2 separate regions of the Canis lupus genome follow, and region 1 is linked to region 2. Evidence: chromatin contacts called from public Hi-C data. All regions are on one chromosome and are shown on one strand. The core of a region is the stretch at or near the end of the contact, and the rest is flanking DNA. Distances in the headings are between cores, read along the strand shown.

Region 1 (3,866 bases), core at 1,136-3,635, 130 kb after region 2:
ACCAAGGAGACCTGCAATTGGTGTTGGTTTCTAGTCACTTGCGTAGCAAACGAAACTAGAGAGGCGTGTTCGGGAGGACCCGAGGCAGGTGCGGGTGGGTTTCCGCAGTGACCACGGATCGCGCGCGCGTGCGGCACGCTCCCGGGTCCCGACACCAGCCGGGAGACCCGGGCGAGCCCCGGCCCCGGCCCCGGCCCCCCCCGCCCCGCCCCTCGGGGGCCCCTCGGACACGCCCCCCGCCCCCACCCCGGGGCCCCGCAGTCCCGCGCGGTGCACGCGCCTCGGTCGCTCCCCGCAGCCGCCCACGTGGAGGAGCCCGGAGCCGCGTGCGGCCGCGAGGAGCGCCCGGGGCGGGCTGCGGGTCGTGGAGGCCCGGCCAGCGCGACCCAGCCCCGCCAGCCCCCTGTCCGGGCCCCCACATTTCCTCTCCCGAAGGGAGGCGACTCTCCGCCGGCCGGCCCTCCCCGGCGCCTGCCGCGCCCCCTGGCGGCCGCCGCGGGGACGCGCCCTGGGCACGCGGGGCAGCCTGTCTGGGCCCCCCTTCCCCCGCTCGGGGCCCGCGGCGGACGGCGGGCTGTCTCCCCTGGCGCCCCTGGGCCAAGCCACGCGGGCCGCGCCCTTCCTTCAGCTCCCCGCAAGCCTCAGAACTCCGAGCTCCCTGGTCGGGAGGCCGCGGCCGTCCCCGCCTGGCGTGAAAGTGCCTGCTCTAGTAGCTCGGGGGTCCCCTTTCTCCCAGGTGTGCCCCTCCCGCCACATTCGGGCTTTCCAGCACGCCGCGAAAAAAATGCCGCATGCACGCACTTATTTATTTATTTTTGCAACAGCTGCAAGAAACAATGAAGCTTTTCAAGAACCCGGGAAACGCGCTTTTCAGCCGCGCTGTTGTTGTCAATGAACCCCTCCGGCCCCGCACGGCCCGCTCACCCCGCCCCCTCCGGCCCCCTCCCCTCCCCTCCTCCTCTGCTCCCCAGCCTGCCCCTCCGCCGAGCCCGGGCCGGCGCCGGGGGCATTGTTTTTGGAGTCTTGCGGGAGGGGAGGGCGCGTGCAGGGTGGCCGGCGCAGTGCGGGTGGGGGCGAGAGCGTGTGGGCGCGCGCGCGCGGGTGCCGGCGCGGGCGCGGGCGCGGGCGCGGGCGGGGGGCGGGGGGCGGGGGCGGCGCCTCGCAGCCTCGCACCCCACGCCCGGGCTCCGCTCCGCACGTCCCGGGAATCCCGGGCTCCGGCTCTTGGCGCGCGCCGGCCTGGGCCGGGCCCTGGGCGCGCCGCGGCTGCGGCTGTGGCCGCTCCGAAGTGCGCGCGAGAGCGTGTGCGCGGCCCCGAGAGTTCGCGCGCGCGAGCCCCCAGTGTGTGGCAGCGGCGGCGGCGGCGGCGGCGGCAGCGGCGCGGCGAGGCTGAGGCTCTTGTTTACCAGCATTAACTCCGCTGAGCGGAAAAAAAAAAAAAAAAAAAAAAAAAAAAGAAAAAAAAAAAGAAAAAACCCGAGGAGGAGCGAGCGCACCAGGCGAACTCGAGAGAGGCGAGCGAGCGAGAGGGACGCCGCCAGCTCGCCTGCCCCCGGCGCGCCCGTGCCCAGCGCTTGCAGACCCTCGGCCCCGCTCCCGGGCCCGGGCCCTCCACGCCCCTCCCGCGCGAGGGGAGCTGCACGGCGCGTGGCGCGCCTCGGCTTTGACCTTCAGCGAGCCGGAGCCCCCGCGCGCGGAGCCGGCGGCAGCGGGGGCCGGGCGGGCGGCGGCGGGCGGCGGCGGGGGCCGGCGGGGGCCGGGCGGGGGCCGGCGCGGAGCCCGGGCGGCGCGGCGGGAGTGCTGAGCGCGGCGCGGCCGGCCCGCCGCTTTGTGTGTGTTCTGGATTTGGGAAGGAGCTCGCGGCGGCGGCGGCGGCGGCGGCGGCGGCGGCGCTGAGGGAGGAGGCGGCGGCGAGCGGAGGAGGAGGGGGAGCCGCTCATTCATTTTTACTCCGCATTTCTGCCCCCGGCCGGCCTCGCCCGCGACCCGGACTTCGGGGCGGTCTCGCCAACTGCGTCGCGCCCTCCCGCCGCGGAGGCTCGGCTGTCGGACGGCCACCCCTCCGCCTGGGGTCGGGTTTGTTTTTCTCCGCCGAGACGAATTTGGGCTTTGCCCCCTTTCCGTGCAGTTTCCCCCCCTCCTGCCTCTCTGGGTTTGAAAATGGAGGCCGACGACGCCGACAGCCCGCCCCGGAGCGCCTCGGGTTCCCGACTCCGCCGAGCCCTGGGCCGAGGCTGCCGGCGCTGAGGGGCCGCCCCGGCCGCCGCCCGCCCGCCCCGCGCCCGGAGGGTCCCCGGCCGGCGCCGCCTGCCGAGTATTGTTTCCTTCGCCCGTTTTGGGGGGGGGGGGGGCGAAGACTGAGTTGGAGACTTTTTCTTTCCCGTTTTTTTTTTTTTTTTTCCTGTTTCTTTTTCCTTTTCCTTTTTTTTTCTTTTTTTTTTTAAAGAAAAAAAAATTTTTTTTGAGAGAGGGGAATTTCGTCCCAAATAAAAGGAATGAAGTCTGGCTCCGGAGGAGGGTCCCCGACCTCGCTGTGGGGGCTCGTGTTTCTCTCCGCCGCGCTGTCGCTCTGGCCGACGAGTGGAGAAAGTGAGTATGTGCCCGCCGCCCGCGGCCACTGCGGGAACTTTCCCTCCGAGGGGCTGCGCCCTGTTTGCGAAACCCGAGTTGCCGCGGTCGCAGCTGTCGGGCCCGGGGGTGTGCGGGGCTCGGCGCGCCCTCGCGCGGGAAGGGCCGCCTCGCGGGCCGCGGGTCTCGGTCTCGGGTGTCGGTCTCGGGTGTCGGTCTCGGGCGGCGCTCGTTGCCCCGCGGCCCAGCCCGCGCCGGGACTCCGTCGGGGAAGTTCGCGCCGGCCCGGGCCCCGCCGCGCACACCCCCCACCCGGCCCCGCGCGGCGCGCAGACGGCGGTGACAGCTCCCGCGCGGCGGGGGCCGGGCTGCGGGGCGGGGGCGCTCCGGGAGAGGCCCCGCAGCCCCGGGACACGTTTCCAGCCTCCCGGCGCGGCTCTCGCAGCCGGCGCGCTCTGCCCCTCGGGCGGTGTGGGTTCCTGGCCCGCCCTTCCCGTCACTTTGGTCCGCTCGTCGGCGCGTTCCCCAGCTGCTCGGTGCGTGCGGCCGCGGGGTTGGGGGCAGGCCTCCCGCTTGGGAACCCCCTCCTCCCCTGCAAGGTCGGGGGTCTGCATCGTCCAGGCCTTCCCGGGGAGCGCGTCCACAGGGTCCTGGGACTCTGCGCAGCCCGGGGGCTCCCCGGCGGCGGACGCCTCTCCTGGGTCCCGGCGGGGCTGGGTGTGCGGTCGGAGCCGCCGTGCGTCCGCACCCACGTGCTCGGACGCGGGGCCGCTCGGGCACACCTGGGCGCCCGGCCCTGGGCGCGGGGTGTGGTGCGCGGAGCCGCGGGGGCGGCGGGGGCGGCGGGGGCGGCGGGGGCGGGCGGGGGACGCGACGGGGTTTTGTTCTGGGTTCGTGGCCGGAGTTGTGCGGCACTACCTCCCCCGCCCCGCACTTCCTTTGTACGAAGTTAATAAGCAGTATCGCTCCACACGCGCTATCACTTGCAATCTGATAGCTTTTGCTTTGGGAGCGTGGGACAGGGGTAGGGAAGTGCGAGCGAGCGAGGGAGGACTTAGGGCCCCACGGTGAGTGCAGGGAGGAGACGGGAGGGGGCTCCGGACTCCGAAAAGCCTGAAGCGTGCTTTACTGACCTATTGGCGGTGGTAGGGTAATTTGAGCACGATTAAACTTTACATGCAGTCGGAGAACCGGGGCTGGGAACGGTGAGGGTGTGTTGGTGAGTAATGTTTGCCGACGGTATGCAGGTGGTGCCAATTAGCTTTGAAAAAAAATCACGACTGAGCCTCGAAGAGCGA
Region 2 (3,841 bases), core at 1,067-3,566:
ACTGCCACGTGCCCTTCTGCACAGCTGCAGGGAACCAGTTATGCAGGCTGTTGTCTAACCAGCTGTTTTCACTCAACAATATGTCATGGACATTTTTCCATGCCAATTATTCCCAATCTACATCACCATTTAAGTGGCTGGAGAGTATTCCATTATACGGATGTACTCTAAATTAATCAAATCCCCATTGATAAACATTTAGTGTTGCGGTCAAGGGCACAGATTCTGGAGCCCAACGGTCCAAGCATAAATCCTGGCTCTCCCACTGGCTGACTGGGCGATCTTCACTGGGAATCCAACCTCTGAGTGCAGGTTCCTTCTCTATAAAACGGGGTTATTAGTAATACCCACTGCGGAGGGATATTGTGAGCAGATGTCTGCAAAACATTTTTTAAAAGATTTTATTTATTTGTTCATGAGAGACACACAGAGAGGCGGAGTATACATAGGCAGAGGGAGAAGCAGGCTCCTCTCAGGGAGCCAAATGCGGAACTTGATCCCAGGACCCCCAGATCATGACATGAGCCAAAGGCAGATGCTAAACCGCTGAGCCAGAGAGGCGTCCCTCCACAAAACATTTATAACCGTTTCCAGCACAGAGTAGATGCTCAATTACGGCCAACTGTTGTTGCTGTCACAAGCAGGTCTGTGACCATCATCTGGATACGTACTCCCCGTTACCTACCTGGGATAAAACTGAGAGAAGTAGAGTGAGATAGCCAAACGGTGAGCATACTGAAGATTTATTTATTTATTTATTTATTATTTATTTATTTATTATAGTCAGAGAGAGAGAGAGAGAGAGAGAGGCAGAGACACAGGCAGAGGGAGAAGCAGGCTCCATGCAGGGAGCCCGACGTGGGGCCCGATCCCGGGACTCCAGGATCGCGCCCTGGGCCAAAGGCAGGCGCCAAACCGCTGCGCCACCCCGGGACCCCCCACACTGAAGATCTTGACGACTGTGGTCCGCCTCAGTGGGTGGGCCGGGGGCCTGAGGTGGGCAGGAGGCCGGAGCGGGGCGGCCGCGGCCTGCTGGCCCAGGGCGCCCCGAGACCCTGGCACGGCGTCCGCGCGCAGCCAGCGGGACCTCCCGCCTTGCCCAAGCCTCTGGATGGCCTCCCGGAACGCGAAGCCGTAGGAAGATTAACCGGTCAGCCTCTCTCACTTTGATTTCTAGAAGGAAAACTAGAGTCGGGGCCATATTTGAAAATATAGGTCAAATCTCGGTTTCTGCGGTGACCGAGCACCGCGGGCCCCCGGCGACGCCCTCCGTCGGGGCTGATGCCCGGGTCCCGAGCCCCGGCAGCCGGGCCTGGCTCCCCTCGGGCCGCGCCCCCAGCCCGGCTCGGGGGCCCCGCGGGGTCGCGGGGGGACTGCAGGGCGCGCTGCCGGGGCTCCCCGGCCCTCCCCTTCCGGGGGCGGGCGGCGGGCGCCGCGGTGCTGCCCGGGGGGCGCGGGGCGGGGGGTGCCCAGGGGGTGCCCAGGGGGCGCCCCGCCTGGGCCCGGGCCGTGCCCGCCCGAGCAGGGGGGGGAGCGCCGCCCGCCACGGGGACAATGCGGTGGGTTGTTGCGCCGACCGTCCGCCGCGTCCCGGACCGTCCTTTCCACGCCCCTGGGCCTGACCGCCGCAGGCCCGCCAGCCGAGGGAAGCGCCCCCTTATTTGGTCTTGGAAAGAAAGGGGAAAGGTTATCCTCGGATGCCTGCGGCGTTGGGTCATCGGCCCGCGGCGGCTGGCGGCTCCCGCTGTGGTGCCGTCTCCCGCCGGCAGGTGGCGGTGCCGGGCAGCGCCGCGCGGAGGCGCCCGAAGCGGTAAACAAGCCCGGGGTTCCGGTACCGCGGTCTCCGGGGCTTCTTTTGTGTGCGCGCCGGGGCGGGGGCGGGGGCGGGGGCGGGGGCGGCGGCGGCGGCGGCCGGGGGCGGGGGCAGGGCGCGAGAGGAAGAAAACAACGCCTTTTTTATTTTATTTTATTTTTTTTTAACAACGCCTTTTTTAATGCGACAGTCGAAGCCGCAACATCGGAAGATGGGCTTCGGTGGAGGGTGTGACTTTGCCGTGCAGGTTTCATGTGACCCGTTTGCTGCGGCAGCGGCGGGTGCGGGCGTCCCTTTCAGGGGCCGCCGGGATGCAAATTGCGTGAGGAAGGTCGGTGGGCTGCTCCAGGAAGCTTAGCAGCGCCGGGGGCCCCTTTCTTTGCGCGCCCCGCCCCCCCGCCCGCTCGGCGGCGTCCCAGGTGAGCGGGCGGCGGAGCGGCCCCGACCGCGGCCCCGACCCCGGCCCCCGCCCCCGCCCCGGCCCCCGCCCCGGCCCCGGCCCCGGCCCGTCGGCGGCGCTGCAGGGAGGCGGGGGCTGGCCCGGCGCGCCCCGCTGTGCCGATCGTCACAACGCGTCAGCCGCGCAGAAGTGACCCTCGCCGGGCTCCGCCTCGCTCCCAGAGGCTCAGGTCACACAGACAAAGCTGGGATTTGAACCGTGGTCCTTCACACTTCAAAGCCAGGGCCTGGCCCATCTTTAGGAGCCCAATGACCTCGCCAGTGACCCTCCGAATAAAAGCTCCAGTAAAGATGTGTCATTCTCCGAAGATCTTTTAAAAAGAACCCAAACAGGAGCATGATTTGCATTTCCCCAGCAAGACAGGCGAAAGCTACCACCTGTGGAGGTGAGGCTGGTGGCTGCAGGTGCTCCCCAGGGGCGGGACCGAGCCCCGAGATCCGGGGAGGCAGGGGGCGTTAGCTTCTGCTTTAAGGCCTCGCGGCGGGGGCGGGGGCGGGGGCGGTTCTGGGGCAGCCGCTGCTAGTACCTGATGCTACACAGAGGGCCCCAAAGAGGGGCCTGCAGGGTGAGGGCGGGGGGAAAAGCTGTTGCTAACTTCAATTTTCCATTTGGGGCGATTGGTAGGGGCCCTTTTGTTTGGCTGGGCGTCCCACCTGAAACAACTCTGCCCCTTCCCAGGGTTCATTCCATCTGCTTCCTGGGGAGAAGGGGGCAATAATTTTCACCCAGAAGACCAGTTTTGGGTTTCCTCATCTGGAGATAAACTAATTTTCCAGGCCACACAATTACAGGTAACTTTTTAAAGAGTCAATGGAGTAACAGTTTCATGCTTGATGAACTGGTGCCAGGTTTTCTTCTTTTTCTTTTTCTTTTCTTTTTTTTTTTTAAAGAAAGTTTGTGTGAATAAAGTTATATCCAAGAAATGTGTTTTTTCCTCTATCTCCCTCTTCATGAAATCGTAAAAGAGAGAAAGCTGCTTCTTCCAATTTTGGGGGGTTTCCAGGTTTCCAAGAAGCTTTGCTACATAGTATACTTCTCCTGGAAAATTAGAGCAAGAAAATCTTGTAGACCATTTCTTTTCCAGTCAGTGTTTTATTGGTCCCCAGCTTCAGTGAGAACAAGCGCTGTCTGGGTTTGCCCTGACATCCAGAGCTCAAGTCTTCATTACAGGAGCCAGAGAGGGTCCTTGACAGGATCAGGAATGTGGCAGCCACGACTACTGTCTTGTCCCTTGCCAGATCGGCTAGCACCCCATCCAGCCGTGTCCTGTAAGTCCCCACTCTGCACTCCTCCTGCAGTGCTTCCCACCATTAAACTCCCAAGTCTCCATTTGGTTCCATTCAGTTGCTTGGATTCTGCTCTCTGACTGTGTCTTGAGGCAGGTGGAGTCCAAGGGACACTTTACCACACTTGGGAGGGGAAGTTATAACTGAATCCTTGATGTCTCATCATCTCAGGGACTGCCCTGTTTAGAGGGGCAGTGGCACCCTGCTACCCAGCAAGGCCCGAGGAAGAGTAACCCAGCCTTGGCTGTGCCCCTTAATCTCTTTGCTCCAGCTATTGGGAGG

The links. A called contact is a pair of places that touch in the nucleus more often than the background predicts.
Region 1: a Hi-C map of blood shows a contact between it and region 2, with 4 times the contacts expected there. The contact joins the promoter of IGF1R here to the promoter of LOC111094852 in region 2. A contact is called at or near these places in 4 of 9 Hi-C or Micro-C datasets (amygdala, blood and liver).

Annotation. Positions count from the first base shown.
Region 1 is chr3:42,177,171-42,181,036 of UU_Cfam_GSD_1.0, forward strand. IGF1R (insulin-like growth factor 1 receptor) reads left to right here and starts at 2,386. Exons shown (of 22, transcript XM_038532717.1): 1 at 2,386-2,589. The coding sequence starts at 2,496. LOC119870777 (a long non-coding RNA gene) reads right to left here and starts at 179. Exons shown (of 3, transcript XR_005356345.1): 1 at 1-179.
Region 2 is chr3:42,042,673-42,046,513 of UU_Cfam_GSD_1.0, forward strand. LOC111094852 reads left to right here and starts at 2,317. Exons shown (of 6, transcript XR_005356932.1): 1 at 2,317-2,658; 2 at 2,952-3,064.